2 separate regions of the Salvelinus alpinus genome follow, and region 2 is linked to region 1. Evidence: chromatin contacts called from public Hi-C data. All regions are on one chromosome and are shown on one strand. Each heading gives the region's core, a stretch centred on a gene start, on an enhancer-like site or on the middle of the called end of the contact. The rest is flanking DNA. Distances are from core to core; before and after follow the strand shown.

Region 1 (3,433 bases), core at 700-3,199:
GAATAAGGAATCAGTGGATGAGTGACCTGGTGATATAAGGGAAAGAAGGAGTAAGTGAGTGAGACAAGAAGAAAGGAAGAGCTTACATGTTCTGTCGAGCGATGGACTCCAAGCGATCTGTCATGGAGGGCAGGGAGGACACTAGAGCCGAGAGAGACAAATGTAAAAACTCAACAGATTGTCTTTCAACTGTCAATAATCTGAAGATACAGGCGGGATTTTGCTATTGGCATCCAATTGCAGAAGTGCCCGTGGAACACTTTCAACGAATAGGACAGGTTGTCTTAGTGATCAATCAATAGAGACAAAGTCTCTCTTCGGGGTCTCACCTTTCAGTGCTTTCTGCAGGGTCTCTAGACAGGTGAGCAGGAGCTGGTGACCAGCCGCATTCATCTGACCACGTTTCTCCTGTGACAGAAGAAACAAGAGGGGGGAAGGATTAGAGGAGAGTAAAGATTTTCTAACTCATGTATGTATATTTGGGTTCACCCCAATGAAGTTCTATTGACTAAAACGTTGGTTTTAAGATCCATTAATCACATTGTAGAGCATGCAAGAATGCCAGTGAGCCAGAGTCTCTTTTTCCACCTGTATGCATGTCCTGAATATATCTTCCATAGTCTATAAAGTGTGCAACCGAACCAATTAACACTCTTTTCCTAACTCTATATATTTAGCATTCCATAATTTCCTCTTTTCTTATTATTTCATTCACACATGCTCTCCATCTTCTCACCATAGCCTGGCGCACCACCTTGCTGGTCTCCTGCCAAGGCCGTGAGGCATTGTGTTTGGCATGGAGTCTCTCCAACAGAGCGTTCACGCGACTCTGCTTCTCGGCTTCTGTGAATAAACAAGGTGCACAACGGAGCGAGATTGTAAGTTACACAACATTCAATTTGAATTACAGCACTTTAGTGTTCAATGACTGACATTCCAAGAGAACAATATCAGCTAGTTTTAATAACATCCTAATTACATAGCTAACTACATCATTTGTTGACATTGTGTCCTACACAAAACGTAAACACAGTGGAATTGATGGAGTAGGCTTAGCTTTGATGATACCAAGAGAGTTCACTGAGTTTTTTTACATTGCGCTCTCAAGAGGGTCCAGCACAATGTAGAAATGTTGCATCGAAGTTAGAGTAGACTATGTAATAAGTCCTTTGGGGGGGGGGGGGGGGGGGTATGGTAGATTAATAGCCAAGCCTGACAGTCTATATCTGCATAATGAACTATTGATAAGAATGGTGCAGATACATGCATGACTCTCGGACGGTGGTTGTGTTGCGAACTAGGTCAACTGGCTTGGACTTGATTGCCTACAACGTATCTAGTACAAGAAAGTGGCTAGGTAGCTAATGTCCGCTTAACTAATCCAGGTACATTTAATATAGTTGGCAGTAACAGTACTGTATTTAAATACAAATTGCCCGTAGAAAAACATAATGATGTATTACAGTAGCTAGCTAGCATGATAACTACAATGCTGGCTATGTAGCTAATATAGCTCACGAATACCCTAGCTACCATTAGCATGCTCTCAGCTTGTTGTGACTGATCTGACAACAAATATCTGACCCTAGCGTAACCACACTAGCTCCGATTGCACATATATGATACAACTCACCTGTCCCTTCTTCAGCTTTTACCCGATCTACAAGAGCCTGGTTCCCCCCAGATTGTGTTGAAAGGGTAAGTTCTCTTGCTGGGTTTGGGCTACAGCCCTGCATAGAAACCGCCGCCATCTTCACTAGCTAGCGTCTTTTTGCTAGCTACACTGTCGCTTCGCACTGGACTTCCGTAGTGGGTGGGACGTCGTTGTCAAAGATGTTATAACTAACCCCAAGATAGACCACAGCATGTAGTTTCGAACGGGAGCAAATAAGAAGGTGGGCAGAGCCAAGCACTAGCTAGCCAGATCCTATTGGCGCATTCTAGCATGTATTTGCGTTTTTACGTTAGGGAACTCCTACCCTGTGAAGTGCGCGTGTGCAATAACTAAATTAGCCCTTGCACTCCTAAACAACGCAATAAAATGAATAAAAACGTTGGCAAAGGTCAAGTCTACAAAACGTAGTCCATTCTGTTCGTAACATATTTTATTTTTGGGAACACAAAACTGTATTGAGATCAAATGTTTAGCAGAATATCGGTCAAAATCCATCTCGCTCCATCTCCCACTGCCGGCCATTGGGCTTCTTGGAAACACCAACCACATGCTTCAGATGTATATATCCGGTGAAACATCTGGCTCATTGTTCTATCGGTGTCGGAGGTCTCGTTGTTCAAATTATATCGTCAAATTGTATTTGTCACATGCGCCGAATACAACTGGTGCAGACTTTGCGGTGAAATGCTTGCTCACGAGCCCTTCCCAACGATGCAGGGTTAAAAATAAAAACACATTTAAAAAAAAAAAAAAAGTAGTAACTAAAATAAGATAGGCTACACATGAATGGAGCTATATACAGGGAGTACCAGATCAATGTAAGAGGCACGAGGTTTTTGAGGTAGATATTTACATGAAGGCAGGGTAAAGGGACTATAGTAGGCATCAGGATTGATGATAATAATACGAGTAAAATAAAATAACAGGTTAGCAGCCGCAAATGATGACTATAAACGTGTGTGTATGCATGTGTATCAAATCAAATGTGTTCAAACTTTATCCATCACATACACATATTTAGCAGACGTTATTGCGGGTGTAGCAACATGCTTGTAAATGTGAATGTGTGGGATTTTTGTGTGAGAGTTTCAGTGTAGTGTGTGAGTGAGTGTGTACAGTATATGGTGTGTATAGTCTAGTGAGTGTGTGTAGGGTCAGTGCAAGATAGAGTCAGTACCGCTAGTTTGGGTACCATTAATGTACTATTTAGCAGTCTTATGTCTTGGGGGTAGAAGCTGTTTCGGAGCCTGTTGTTCTGAGAGCTGACGCTCTGGACCGTTTGCCAGATGATACCAGAGTGAACAGGCGCTGAATGGTTGCTGGAGTCTTTGGCCATTTTTCGGGCCTTCCTCTGACTCCGCCGGATAAAGAGGTCCTAGATGACATGGTGCATTTGCTATAGCAAGCGTTGATGCAGCCAGTCAAGATGCTCTCGTCTCGATGTTGCAGCTGTTTAACTCTTTGAGGATCTTTTCAGCGTCCTGAGGGGGAAGAGGCACTGCCGTGCCCGCTTCACGACTGTGCGGTGTGTGTGGACCATGTTAATGTAATAGTATAGCTTCCGCCCCTCTCCTCGCCTCTACCTGTTCTCGAACCAGGGACACTCTCCACACATTGACAACTGACACCCACGAAGCATCGTTACCCATCGCGCCACAAAAGCCGCGGCCCTTGCAGAGCAAGGGGAACAACTACTTCAAGGTCTCAGAGCAAGTGACGTCACCGATTGACACGCTATTAGCGCGCACCACCGCTAAC
Region 2 (3,433 bases), core at 510-3,009, 200 kb before region 1:
GACATAAACTAAGCCAAAATGCTCCTGCCCAGCTCAAGCAAGCAATGAATGACATACTGAGCTTTGCTGCATTGTCCCTTTGTGTTCTTGTAGTAGGTGACCCGCACATTGATGACAGAAGTGTGACTAGAATTCTGCTGGGTTTGCAAAGGTCAATGGCCTGCCATGTTCAAACAGGGGTGGTGAGGAAATTATTGATGGTAGGACTACCATCATAACACCAAACACAGGCTTCATAACATTTTTGAAGGTGTTTTGTTTTTGTTAAAATATATACTAATCTGGTTTCACTTACGCCTGCCCCAAAAAAGCAGGGCAAACAGGGGTTTGGGACTTTGCTCATAGAAATCTTAACACGTATGGACGCTTCACTGATCCTGGTATAGGCATATGAATTGCCTGTGGCCATCAATATTTACAAAACAATCTAAGAGAGCTATTATCATTAATCCTATTAATGCTTCAATTGAAAGGACGTATGGGGCGGCAGGTAGCCTAGTGGTTAGAGCGTTGGACTAGTAACCGAAAGGTTGCAAGATCAAATCCCTGAGCTGACATGGTACAAATCTGTCGTTCTGCCCTGAACAAGGCAGTCATTGAAAATAATAATTTGTTCTAAATTGACTTGCCAAGTTAAATAAAAGGTCAAATAAAAAATTATAGATGTTGTACATTGACCTTTCACACATCTTGCAAGCTAGGCATACATATGAAAGGTACTGCACACATCGCTTATTGGACTCATGAACATACATTAATGTTTTCTTCCTAGAAAGGGAACGCTGAGTAGGTCGTTTGCATGCCAAAACATCTTATCCATGCGTGGGTGGCTACTAACTAGGTTAATCCGACTCACAAACTGCCTGTTAATCTTCACTAAACAGGTCAAATGAAGCCGGACAAGACAGATGCCATGGTGGGGGATGATAATGAAATCTTAACAAAAATGATTTCGCAAGTTGTTATAGTGAACATAAAAGTGACGTGTGAAGTAGCTTCATGGCTGAGTAAATTGCATAGGCAAGGACAGGTGCAGTGTTTAGCTATACAGCACAGGCTAGCTCACATTGTTGCCTGGTCATCAAATCACAGTTGGCTCGGTTGTTTAGATGGGATAGAGCTTTTGTCAAATTACGTCGAAAATAGTTTTTGCATTTGAGCTAACTTAACCCTCTTCCTGACCTTGTTATCCTAATGATCCTAACATAATACGTTAATAATTATAACCTGCTGCGTAAAATAGAAGTTGCCTAGGCAGCCGATAGTGCATGGAAATCCTCCTAAACCGGTTATTAAAGTAAATTTTGACAAAATCTGTAACCTTCTAGACAAAACCAGTTGACGTTAAGCTAACATAAGCTAGTACTATGACGCTATTTCATTCAATGGTCAACCTAATTCACACCATTCACTCAGGCTAGCTAGCTACCGTTAGTTTAGCTAGCTAGCATAATGGCTAGAACGACTATACAGAAACCCGCAGGCAACCGCACCGAACCGTTTAATCAACGTCGTGGTACAAGCCAACACAATATTAGCTAGCGTTAATATTTAAATAAAAAAGTTTCTCAGTCTTACCTTGTATACGACCTCTAGCTGCACCACCATGTCTTGTGAATATACCCCCGTTGGCGCAATGTTCTTCTTCGAGAGTTAATGGCAGACTATCATCAAAGATTTTTTTAAAGATAGACCAGAGCCTGTCGTTTCCAATGGCAGAAAATTAATCCTAGTTGGCCGAATAAGCAAGAAGGTGGGCAGAGACAAACACGAGAGGTGAGATCCTATTGGCGTGTTCTAGCATTTATTTGCATATTTCCATTAGGGAACGCCTACTATGTAAAGTGCACGTGTACAACAACTCAATTCGCCCATGCACTCCTTAACGCCTTTTTTACTTTGGCAAACTCTTCCAAACTCAGTCCACTCGGTTTGTTACAGATTCTAGTTTCGGAATCAGAAAACTGTAAGGAGATCAAATGTTTAATATATGCGAAAATATGCAGAATGGCAGACAAAATCCATCTCGCTCCATCTTCTCCCACTGCCGGCCACTGGGCTTCCGCTCATCACCATATTTGGTAGTGAGTGGAAACGGGAACCGGTCGCTTCACATTTTTACATCCGGTGAAATATCTGGCTCATTGTTTTTTCTGTGCTACAATCTATTGAACAAAGTAGGTTAGTTAGAAATCTATTTCATACTGGTGTATTGCCGCCACCTACTGTACCGGGTGAACAACAAGAAAAAAAAATCCATTGCAGGAAAGATGGCTCCCGCGAGAGTTTGAAAATGTTCCCTTTGGGGTGGCAAAGGTTTGACGGTGCTAAATTGTTCCCTACAAGCCCCTGATCAAATTGATATATGATAGCCTCTACGGAAGCGTTCTATGTTTTTCACACCTTTATATAACTTGTTGAATAGGAGTCAATGGTCACAGGCTGATAAAGGCATATAATTAGGAATTAGAATACTTAATAGTAATTTATTAGGATCTCTATGGATAAAGGAGAAAAGTTGGAACGTTCACATGCTCATTGAAAATTATTGTATCAAACAACAATGGAACATTCTATTGAGTGGAGTGGATTTGGTAAATGTTTGCCATCAGATCTAATGATTTACCTAGACTGACTCATCATTGAAACAACAGTGTTACAAATAGCAGAACTACATATTTGTTTTATGGAAATTGGTCATACTGGGAAATAATAGTCCATGAGATGTAAATACAGTAGCATCTTGTGTTTTCTACAGTAGTTGCCACCTGTAATAGTCTGTTGTATAGCAATACTCATCATGCTAAAATGAAAGGTGTGCTCTGTCATTTGTTGAGTTGTCCCCAGAAAGATTTAGGTAAACACAAATGATCTCTAAAAAGGAACATTGGTGATTATAATCTATTCTGTCCCTGACCATCATGATCTTAATATTATGCTCTCTAACCTTACATGTTACAGTGAGCTCCAAAAGTATTGGGACGGTGACAATTTTGTTGTTGTTTTGGCTCTGTACTTCAGCACTTTGGATTTGAAATGATACAATGACTATGATGTTAAAGTGCCGACTGTCAGCTTTAATTTAAGGGTATTTTCATCCATATCGGGTGAACCGTTTAGAAATCTACAGCACTTTTTGTACATAGTCCCCCCATTTTAGGGGACAAATTCACTTATATTTTTTATTTAACCTTTATTTAACCAGGTAGGCTAGTTGAGAACAAGTTCTCATTTACAACTGTGACCTGGCCAAGATAAAGCATAGCAGTTTGACACATACAACAACACAGAGTTACACATGGAATAAACAAAACATACAGTCAATAATACAGTAGAAAAAAAGAAAACAAAAAGTATATATACAGTGAGTGCAAATGAGGTAAGATAAGGGAGGTAAGGCAATAAATAGGCCATGGTGGCGAAAGTAAATTAC

Evidence for each region. Hi-C and Micro-C count contacts between places; a contact is called where the count stands out from the background.
Region 2: a contact with region 1 is called in a Hi-C map of muscle, with 9 times the contacts expected there. The contact joins the promoter of gpam here to the promoter of med1 in region 1. A contact is called at or near these places in 2 of 3 Hi-C or Micro-C datasets (muscle and red muscle).

What each region holds. Positions count from the first base shown.
Region 1 is chr3:27,051,751-27,055,183 of SLU_Salpinus.1, reverse strand. It overlaps med1 (mediator complex subunit 1), which reads right to left and starts at 1,949. Exons shown (of 16, transcript XM_071392353.1): 1 at 1,634-1,949; 2 at 737-843; 3 at 330-408; 4 at 87-141. The coding sequence starts at 1,751.
Region 2 is chr3:27,254,388-27,257,820 of SLU_Salpinus.1, reverse strand. gpam (glycerol-3-phosphate acyltransferase, mitochondrial) reads right to left here and starts at 1,759. Exons shown (of 21, transcript XM_071392356.1): 1 at 1,579-1,759.